Linked DNA regions of Bombyx mori: region 2 is linked to region 1. The links are chromatin contacts, called in public Hi-C maps. All regions are on one chromosome and are shown on one strand. The core of a region is the stretch at or near the end of the contact, and the rest is flanking DNA. Distances in the headings are between cores, read along the strand shown.

Evidence for each region. Hi-C and Micro-C count contacts between places; a contact is called where the count stands out from the background.
Region 2: a Hi-C map of whole pupa shows a contact between it and region 1, with 2.2 times the contacts expected there. The contact joins the promoter of LOC101742049 here to the enhancer-like site in region 1. A contact is called at or near these places in 2 of 7 Hi-C or Micro-C datasets (both in whole pupa).

The regions. Positions count from the first base shown.
Region 1 is chr22:16,703,276-16,708,514 of ASM3026992v2, forward strand. LOC101742676 reads left to right here. Exons shown (of 5, transcript XM_004924240.5): 3 at 2,111-2,277; 4 at 3,220-3,412; 5 at 4,583-5,239. The coding sequence ends at 4,736. Among protein-coding and RNA genes, the nearest start is that of CPR78, 13 kb to the right of the region's middle. Within about 2 kb of position 2,191, at least 4 of the 8 cell types and tissues checked have open chromatin away from gene starts, as enhancers often do.
Region 2 is chr22:16,746,768-16,752,006 of ASM3026992v2, forward strand. LOC101742049 (arrestin homolog) reads right to left here and starts at 3,299. Exons shown (of 6, transcript XM_004924236.5): 1 at 2,821-3,299; 2 at 2,533-2,739; 3 at 2,318-2,449; 4 at 1,888-2,239; 5 at 1,603-1,797; 6 at 1,066-1,530. The coding sequence starts at 3,009. The coding sequence ends at 1,382. It overlaps LOC101742196 (peroxisomal targeting signal 2 receptor), which reads left to right and starts at 3,318. Exons shown (of 8, transcript XR_005246006.2): 1 at 3,318-3,480; 2 at 3,546-3,759.

The DNA.
Region 1 (5,239 bases), core at 941-3,440:
TTTATTGAACCTTACTAAGATAATATTATTATGTACCTTAAATGGATTTTTAAAAGTATAGTTACATCAACCTCTGTTGATCTTAGGTATCTTGCGATGATTTCCTTGTATATTAAATTAGTGCCCAGAATAAATAGAAAAGTTATGTGACTTTTGAAATGAGTCATTGAGGACACATTGACGCTCTGAAGAAAGAGTTGCTTCTCTCTGTAACATGATTGTACTGATTTTAATATGACTAATGTCCTTTTAGACTTGACTTATGCCTTCCTTTCAACTAAATTTATACTTTAATATAAAGAACTCTATTTTGATGAATTATTTAAATATTATAAATTAGTAAAGTGTGTTCACGGGTGTTCAGTAATTTGTTTGTTATCAGTGTGTCATTCATTAGATGAATGCTTAAACTTAAGAATAAAATAAGGTATCTCAATATTTGTCGCCTCAAATTGAGCATTCTAATGTAAGTCAATAAAATGATTATTATTATATTATGCGCTTACGTTAGAATATAATTGACTTCCTTCACTATATATAGTATTTGTCTGAATAAATGATTAATATTATTTAAATAAATGTTTTAAATCTAATAAATATATTAAATGTTAGTCTGAAATGGTTGTTTGAATAATATAACAAAGAATTAAATTTAGCCTTTACGATCCTACTACTGCTTACCTGCTTTGGGAAACCCTTACTGACACTCCGTATCAAAGCTTGCAATCTGAATGAGAAAAAATAAATAGCTAACTAAGTAGATGGGTATTTATATTACTAGTCTAGGTTTTTAGCATAAGCATTTACTAGGTCGGGCAAGCAAATTTGACTGAAGTGGTGGATATCCTAATAAATTCCGGTAATTAATGTTCATTTACCGATCTAAAAAAATGTGGCATCTACCAAAAACTTTCAAACAATCGAATCGAAAAACAAGATGGCGAACAGAATAAACGAACGCGCCAAATCAAGTTCACGTTCCGTTACGCATTGTAAACGTCGAGAACGACATTAGTGTAATTACGACAAGTGCAAGGAAGTTGCGGACAAGCGCTGAGAACGTTCCCACAGTATCGTACTGAAATGGAGTAACGGGTTTTAGATTGCATTGTCATGTTTGCTTGTATGTTCGGCTTGGATGAACACGGTGAATTCGTAGTTAATATTTTTGAGGCTGGAGTGATGTCGTTGAAAGGAGAGAGCTGTTCTAAATTTTGAAAGAAAATTTCGTCTGAAGCCTTTTTGTTTATGTAAGATGGCCGGTGAATTTAGTGGCGCGACTATTATAGCCTTCAGATGCTAAGTCAAGGCAGGTATCATTTTTTTAATAAATAAATAAAACCTAATTAAAACGAACAATTTTTATGAAAGAATAAAAATCGAGCACTAAAAGTAAAATCGAAAAGTTTTTTTGATTTTGCGTAATCTGGTTGTTGATTTTGCTATATGCGAAAATTTGTGTCCACGTCTGTGGCGGCAGCGACATTCAAGCGAACTGATATTGTCGGCTCTTGTAGTCGTTTAAATATAGCTGAAAAAAGTCTAGAAGTAAGATTATTTCAATTATCCTTTTGATGATTATATACCTATTTATTTATCTACTAATATATATAAATAAATAAAAACCCGTTTTAATAACATTTCCAACCAAACTAGTGAGGCCAAAGTAATTAAATTACTGTTTGTATACCGATCCATCAGTTTTGAAGTCGGTAAACTTATATTGAAAGATTTCGTTTGGTGGATGTTTTCCGACGGGTTCGATTTTCGGTCGTAGAAAGTATCGTCAAAGATGAAACATATTATGTTATCGGCGTTAGGATATATTTATACTTAATACAATAAAAAAAAACCTGCTAGATACGAAACCTTCACAAGTATTCTAGCTCATTTTTTCTCAGGGTAAAACCTGTATGGGCTTACCTCTTTTTAGCCCCTGACTATCAGTAATGGCTAGCTCTTTCAAAATTATTCTCAATTAAGTCACCACCTATATGATACTGATCCGATCTATGTGGGCACAGAATATGATCTACCATACAATACAAGCTTCCATAGTAAAGAGCAATTTTAAAATACTAACCTGGCATTTTGTCCGTGAATGTTACAGACATCTTATAAACCGAGCCATCAAATCTGGTCCTTGGAGTCAGTCGTCCCGACAGGGGAGAGCCGCGCGGACACTGGACCCAGCCATCATGAGACGAGCGCTCCTGGACGCTCATAGCTCGTATTCTGAAGGCTCGACTAGCGCTCAGACTGCTAATAATAGAACCGGTAAGTTTTTTTTTTGTTGCTTAGATGGGTGGACGAGCTCACAGCCCACCTGGTGTTAAGTGGTTACTGGAGCCCATAGACATCTATAACGTAAATGCGCCACCTACCTTGAGACATGAGTTCTAAGGTCTCAGTATATTTACAACGGCTGCCCCACCCTTCAAACCGAATCGCATTACTGCTTCACGGCAGAAATAGGCAGAGTGGCGGACTCACAAGAGGTCCTACCACCAGTAAAAACTTTGTTATTATGCGAAACAATCGTTTGGCAGATAAATCGGCCCACTGAGTTTCTCGCCGGATCTTCTCAGTGGGTCGCGATTCCGATCCGGTGGTAGATTTTGCGAAGTACTGCACTTGCTAGGGCTAGTGTTAGCAAACTCTCTCAGGTTCAGCCCGTGAGCTCACCTACCCGTAGGTAAAAAAAAGCGGATAAATATTTTATATTCGAAGTAGGGAAGTACAGGAAGGATACTACAATGAGAAATTGATTAAAAGTAACACTTCCAAAACGGAAATTTTTTTTAAAGCTATTTTTTTCGATTAGCTTTTACGTAAACTACAGGGAGAAGAAAGATAATGGCTCGAGAAACTCTGCATAACGGATAAAGTGGAAGTAAAGAAACTTCAAGGACCTACGCGCTAGAGCGATAAAATCCAAGCGACGCTCAACTCTTAAAGTGTGTGCTGTCCGTATTTTGGTTATATATAGAAGTCACGACTCTCTGTCCAATATGAAAGATCCTTTAAGAATTCCGGGCCAAGCTGAGCGAAAACTAGACCACTGACTTGAAGACCCAATTGTTTTGAAATAACAACCATCTCATCCAACATTATGCGTTATTACTGTATAAAGAAAAAAAATCTTTAAAAGTAGAAGAAGAATAAGAAGTAAGAAGAGTAAGAAGAAATGTTTTAAAAGTAGAGCCATTTGTTTTTCAGGTCGAGCGGTTAATTTACCAACGATACCGTCGTCCGCACAAGCCGGTAACACCTGCGGCGGTGGCCGTCTCTGCAAGACCCGTTACAACACAACTGCTCCGATGTACGGGGTGTCTTTGACTTCTGGCCAACCGGTCACCATAGTTCAAAAGTTTCCGGATCTGCTTCAGCAGGTCGTCTTTGAAGTATGCGAGTGAGTATTTACTATGTTAATCTAATGGCAATATAAGAATTTCACGGTAAATCCACTTCGATAAAGCGGCACGACATGAGAACCCTCTCATCGTGGCCGCCGGTAACTACATTCACGATCCTGCGGAAAGAATGGAAAGCACTCGACGTCGCCCCAAACACGTCATTTCGGATCCTCCTGATCCACTAACGGTGCTTTTAGGTACCTCAAGCACCAGTCACCGTCCTCGTCGAACTCGTCGCAAGCGACGAAGCGCTCGGCGAGTAAATTAACCCTCAGACACAGCCCACTGAGTTTCTCGTCGGATCTTCTCAGTGCGTCGCGTTTCCGATCCGGTGGTAAATTCTGCGAAGCACGGATCTTGCTAGGGTTCGTGTTAGCAACGTCGTCAGGTTTGAGCCCCGTGAGCTCACTTACTAGTTAAGGTTCCGCTGAAGTAGCCTCTCAAGGCTATCAGCTTAGGTAGGAAAAATACACGGTAAACTCAAACACAACTTTTTTAATGCTAAACTAGACACATTTATCGTAATATCGACAGTTGTCACTAAAAAAATGCTCCAAACAAAATCGCAAAATCGATTCTAATTTCAAAATTTTTGTTTTGTTTCCTATCTAAACTTAGCCTGGTGTTAAGTGGTTACTGGAGCCCATAGACATCTACGACGTAAATGCCGCCACCCACCTTGAGATATGAGTTCTCAGGTCTCAATATAGTTACAACGTCTGCCCCGCCCTTCAGACCGAAACGCATTACTGCTTCACGGCAGAAATAGGCGGTGCGGTGGTACCTTATGGCGCGCACATGGCGGTACCTGGGTCCCCGCCCAGCCGGAGTGGAGGAGCACGTTGGGGCTTAGTCGGTAGTCGTTAAGCTGGGCGGGTTTGGCGAGAGCCGAACTTAGCCCAGCGCGCCTTTCTAAAGGCGTAGTCTCCTATGTCTTTTTCAACTGGAGGCGCGGAGTCCGACTCCCGTCGGCAGGCTATCCGTAAAGACTGGGATTCCCCACCGATACCAAAAAAAAGGACGGTGGTACCTACCCGTACGGACTCACAAGAGGTCCTACCACCACTAACTACTTACTTACTTATCTAGTGTCTCAAGAAATCATACTTCGATAATTACGATAAAAAATATATTTATTAGATATTAATTATAAATTCTCTTTACAGATCCAGCGAATGTTCAGTAATACGAGGCACGTGCACGCAGACGTACGTCCCCTATTTGTTCCTGGTCCTTCCCCTGGGGCCTGTGACCTTCACGGGACAAGACTACGTTCTGGTCGAGTCCGGATGCGTTTGTCGACCCAATCCAATGCCATAGATGCCTCCGTCAAAACACTTCGACTTACGGTTCGAAGGCTCAAGAGGGTAGTTTAAAATAACACGCGAATCGCTCAAAACGTTTGTTTGTTATGAATTAGTTAATACTCATTTCGAATTATTGGAATTAGAAAAGTGTGGACTGTTTGAATTGCAAGGGCCACTTGTGTTCCTTACCATCTTACTTACTACTCATGGCGCTGTGGTGACAGCTGTCTGTATGTGAGGTAAAAACTATCTCATCGCATACATTCATTGAAATATTTAATCAATCGAATCAACTTACAAATTACGAACAAAAAGACTTCGGATCGGCTTAGTTATCACAGAAACGGCTATAAATTATTCTCATCACAGAGTTCATGATGCAAATCACAAATACTAGAATAGAAATTCCGGTTGTGTTTATTATCAGGAGACCATAATTTCGAAGAAGTAATAATTTCAAAAATAACTTCGTAACGGTGGTAAGACCTCTTGTGAGTCCGCGCGGGTAGGTACCAC
Region 2 (5,239 bases), core at 2,049-4,548, 45 kb after region 1:
TGTTGAATTTCGACTACTGGGGAACCACTAGTTTACTATTGTTATCTAATGATTGTGTTCGTATAGACTATACTAGAACGTATTTTGTTTATAATTATTTTTCAGTGTAAATAAATTAGGTTTTCCTGTGGACCAGAATAAAATTTTATTTTCGCTGTCAAAGGTCGCAATAGTTTCATCAGACTACCCTGCAAATGTTAATATCTTTTTCAAGTGAAATTTAAAAAGATATTCAGTAATTTACCTTAGCCGTTGACTTTGGTAGGTACCTACTGGCATTTAGTTATTTATTGATTGATAACTTCGAAGGTCCTGTACCTTCGCAGTTTTTATTTAGCAAAAAGGCTAGTACTAAGAAATATTAATATTATTTATTACAGTCTAACTATTTTGTGGGTTCATGATCGCATCGCTACGACCGCTCGAAGATCACAGGTGGGAGGACCTCTTGTGAGTCCGCACGGGTAGGTACCACCACCCCGCCTATTTCTACCGTGAAGCAGTAATGCGTTTCGGTTTGAAGGGTAAGGCAGCCATTGTAACTATACTGAGACCTTTGAACTTCTATCTCAAGGTGGGTGGCGCATTTACGTTGTAAATGTCTATGGGCTCCCGTAACCACTTAACACCAGGTGGGCTGCGAGCTGGTCCACCCATCTAAGCAATAAAAAAAAAGCTGTATTGCAGTTTTCGTTTCTAGTTTGAATGTTAGGATGGTCGTATTTAGATTCTGATGTCTATGATTCTGGCCTTAGTGTAACACTAGTCAAAGCTGAACTCTATTGTCCATTTAAGTACACTCTAAGTCCATAAAATGTGGTTACTATCACACGTAGTTACGACTTATCATTTCTTACCCTCTACATTTCGACCGGACAAAAGATCTAAATGTCTCGGATAGGGCGGCGACACATCCCCATTCTTAATCGATGTAACAAAGGCGTATGCAAATGTTGTGTTGAATACGCTAAACGCAATCATGTTATCAGTATCGTGTTAGATACAGTAGTCGCTAGTTCGTCCTTGAATTGAGGTTGTTAGGATTTTATGTGAAATTATAACCCGTTTTTCTGGTGATTTTTATTTTTAAATAGTTGGGACATACAATAAAGGTAAGATTTTTTTAATAAATAGATAATATTTTTATTAAAATAGATAGTATTTTTACTAAAGCGATTACTGATTTAGACATAGCTATTCAAATTTGAAAGATCAAATACTTTATATTATTTGATAAATGTATGGATTTTTTTGATAAATAGGGTATATTTTGGTATGAAATGATAAATAATAATTGTGTAATGACTAGTGGTTTGTGAAAATCGATTGTGGATTATCGATGGCATGAAGGGATGCGGCTTTAAATTTAGCCTTCGCATATTTATTCGGGTTCATTCATTCGAAGACGAGCAAAATCCTCGAAAACAATGTTGTCTTCCTCTTCATTAGTGTAAAGAGTATTTTCATAGCGATGTCTCTCAATAGACTGCATCTTCTTCATTGCATTGAAACGTTGACGCTCAACAGTGCCTGTAAAATTACAGTAATTTAAGCTAGTTTCATGTAGCTAGTACTATTTTTCATAATTGATTCTATGGTTACCTTCAGCAGGATGCAGCAGTTTGAATGGCACATCAGTAACCAGTTCTCCTCCAAGAGTTCCACAGTTCAACTTCACTCGCACAGAGTAAGACACCACGATACCAATGGCGTCAGCAGGACATTTACCTTCAGCAACAAGAGTCGAACTAGCCAAGTTCACGTCGTCTTCTTTGAGATGGCCATCCAGGGCCACACCTGCAAAAATTTTGAAAATAATTACGAATTAGTTCAATCCAATGAAGCCGCTATCGCAAGTGATTTTCTGAAATTATTAATATTCTGTACCGCGGACATCCTTGCTGTTACGAGCCAAAGGTACCATGTAGAAAGTCTTAGATAGGCTAGCTCCAGGTGTCACGGGGCATCCTTCACGACTCTCAAGAGAAGCGACATGGCGGCTGAATTGAGAGTTGATCATCGTAATTTCGACATGCTGCACAACCATACATCTAATGTTACGGACGGATTTTCTTGAGTTGTTGGAAACGATCACGTTAGCTGCAATTTTCTCTCCATGATAGTAAATTTCACGATCCAGAGTTACTTCGAGATTAATCTTGCCATTGCTGAAGGTGAATCCTTTGCTGACCAGCGAGCTTGGAAGGCGACGTCCGCGAGTTATCGGAGCGTGTTGTAACTGAAATAAATAAAGTGAATCAGCTTAAATCATTTGAAAAATAACAATCTTTTATTTTGTTTCATGTTAGACAAATACTTTTTTAATAGCGAGAGTCACGGAGCTCCTCTTATGACTTTTCTGGTCTTCTTGCTCGGCAACATACGTTCTCACGGAGTAATCTACGCCCATTGGTTTGCCTTGATCTTCTTCAGCAGGTTGCAGTGTCACCTATCCGAATTAGATTTGTAAATTAACAAAGAACTGTTTGTTTAATTTATGCCCAATCTTTTTCTTTATACTTTTAAACTTACCGAGCTGGGTGCCATTTCAGGGAAATTAAAAGTGAAAGGATAAGCATTAGGACCAAGTTTCTTAAGCAACTTTTCTTGGACAGGTGTTAGTTCCATTTTGGAATTGACCAGAGGCACGACTTGTTCTTGTCCAATCACCATTTCCTTGGAAAATTTCACTCCCATCACTTCATCTTCCTCTCTACCGTAGCGGTATGTTGTCACCAACTGCATGATAGAAAATCCATCCAATTAATAAGCACGAACGAAATTTTAGCACTGCACAGAACACATTGCACTTTTTTGTACCTGACTATAAACTTTTCTGCCTTTCAGATATTCGGTGTCAACGACCACTACTCCATCGACAGGATCGCAATAATCCACATGATCAATGAAGTCGCGCTTGCCAAGGTAAACCGTGACTTTTCCATTTGGAGTTGTTTTCTTAAACACTTTAACAGCAACTACCAACACCAGAGATATAAGATCTAACATTTTGTATTGAATAAGAGATGAGATAAAATAAATAAATGTAAAATGAATTGAAAACGTATAAAAGATTGAATTATGGGATTGACTAGAATTTATTAAGTAGTGGAATGTATTGTTTGAAGCTGTCACCAGAAATGAGTGGTATAGGAAATTCCAGCTTATTTATACCGGTAATGTTAGGTTTCATGCAGATATAAGTAGTACTAATTGGATTTTAACTGTAAGCGATCTAACAAGATTATCATTGACGCATACTCTTTCCTAATCGATAATGTTACCCCAACACTTCCCAAACGAAGAGTACGTCACTCAAATGACGTTTTGTTTGACAAGAACAGAATCAAAAGGTTATGTTTCGATTTGAACTATTTAATTTTATTTAACATTTATGAGAGCAATAAAAGTACTTATTAGAATTCGATAGAAAACCAATACGATTGCTATGAATAGGGTGAACAATGTAAAATAGTAAAAGTAAGTTATTATTATTTAAATATAAAAAAACAGAATCATTTTTTATTTAATAAATTTTTGTTTAGCTATACTCTCAGCATGCCAACATTTCTGACGCCTGGTCGTCATGGATATAGCGTCAGGTTCTCTCGGACTCGGCCTGATGCACTGGCAGTTGCCACCAGCCAGTATTACGGATTGGCAGGCGGAGGAACCTTGTTCTTCTTAGAGCTTGCTCCTGATGGCGGGACCTTGATCGAAGTTCAGAAATTAGAGTGGAGCGATGGACTTTTCGATGTGGTAAATAGCTTAACAGAAATTTCAAGTAAATAAATAAGGAATTTTAATCTTTTAATCCATAGTATCTTAAGGAAATTGTAAGTGTATCATTCATCCACACCATAGAAGTTCAACAAATAATACCTTATTTTTTAAGTGCCTGCTTACAGTTTTTTCTATAAAAATAAGAATTGAATCTTAAACTTGACAAGGGCAATTCTGACATGGCAAGAAGCTGATTGCCATTTTGAACTGAAACAGAACTAAGTTTTTTGTTTTCTACATTTTAAGACCTATTCCACATGACCAAATATAGTGGATAGATTCGAAATTCAAATATTAAATCAGAAATAAAAAAACGAAGGATGTAAATTTTTATTGTGTTGGATAAGTTCATCCGATGATGGCTTACCTCTCTTGCTTAATGGTTATCGGGGCCTTTGAATTAATATTCCGAATAATGTACCCTGAGACAACAGCATAAAGTTTCAATTATATTATTGTTGCCTACTCTGTAGCAGTTTAGGCAGGAAAGTACCTATCTGTGTTACTATGCTATATTATGACCAATAGATAAACTTTCTTCAATCATTTTCAAAATTAAGAAAATGCAATCAAATCTAAAATGAAAAAAAATTTGTCTTAGTTTGTTTCGCCAAAGAATGAATCTTAGATTAATGAATGATACTAGTTTCACAAACACATTAACGGTCACACGAGGAAGCCATGTAAGTCACTTACGTGTAAAATTGTTTTCATTGCCACTAACAGGATCACATATAATACATTTAGATAGCGGTAAAATTACTCGAAGAAAGGTTAATTTGAGTTATGTATAAGATAAAATTACCCTTGTTTGTTATGTTTAAAAGGGGTGTTTTGCTTGACCAATTTTAACATTAATTCTGTAATATTGCAAAGTTCTCATTAAGCTCGTGCTTTAAGTTTTGTTCAATTAATTTATTATAGATTTAAAGCTTTTAGTGTTGACATAACACATTCATTTATATAACTATTCTTTTACGATTTGAGAAATTTAAATCTTATTACTTCAGGTATAGTCTATGGCAGAGTAGTATCAAAGTTAGTAAAAAAATGGATGTAGTGAACCCATATCCATCTATAAAATATGTGAGCATAGCTGGATTCGCTAGTTGTTAATTTTACAACAAAGTATGAGCATGTATACTTTAGTCCTGATTGTTATTAAGACATCATAGTGGGATCTTCACTTTTGCAGGCTGCTATTTATTTAATTACATTTGAGATCTTTTACTGTATTTTTCATGTCATAATATTTCAAATTGCAAATACTACTGGAAAGGTGTAGGTGAAGAAACTATGTTCATTTTGTTTCATTACAAAAATGAATACTCATACAATGGAGAGGATGGATACCTACTCATAAATCGTTGAGAGGCAGAGTTGATAGCGGTGGGCAGCAGCTTAGCTCTGCCCCTGGCATTGCTGAAGTCCATGGGCGACGGTAACCACTCACCAT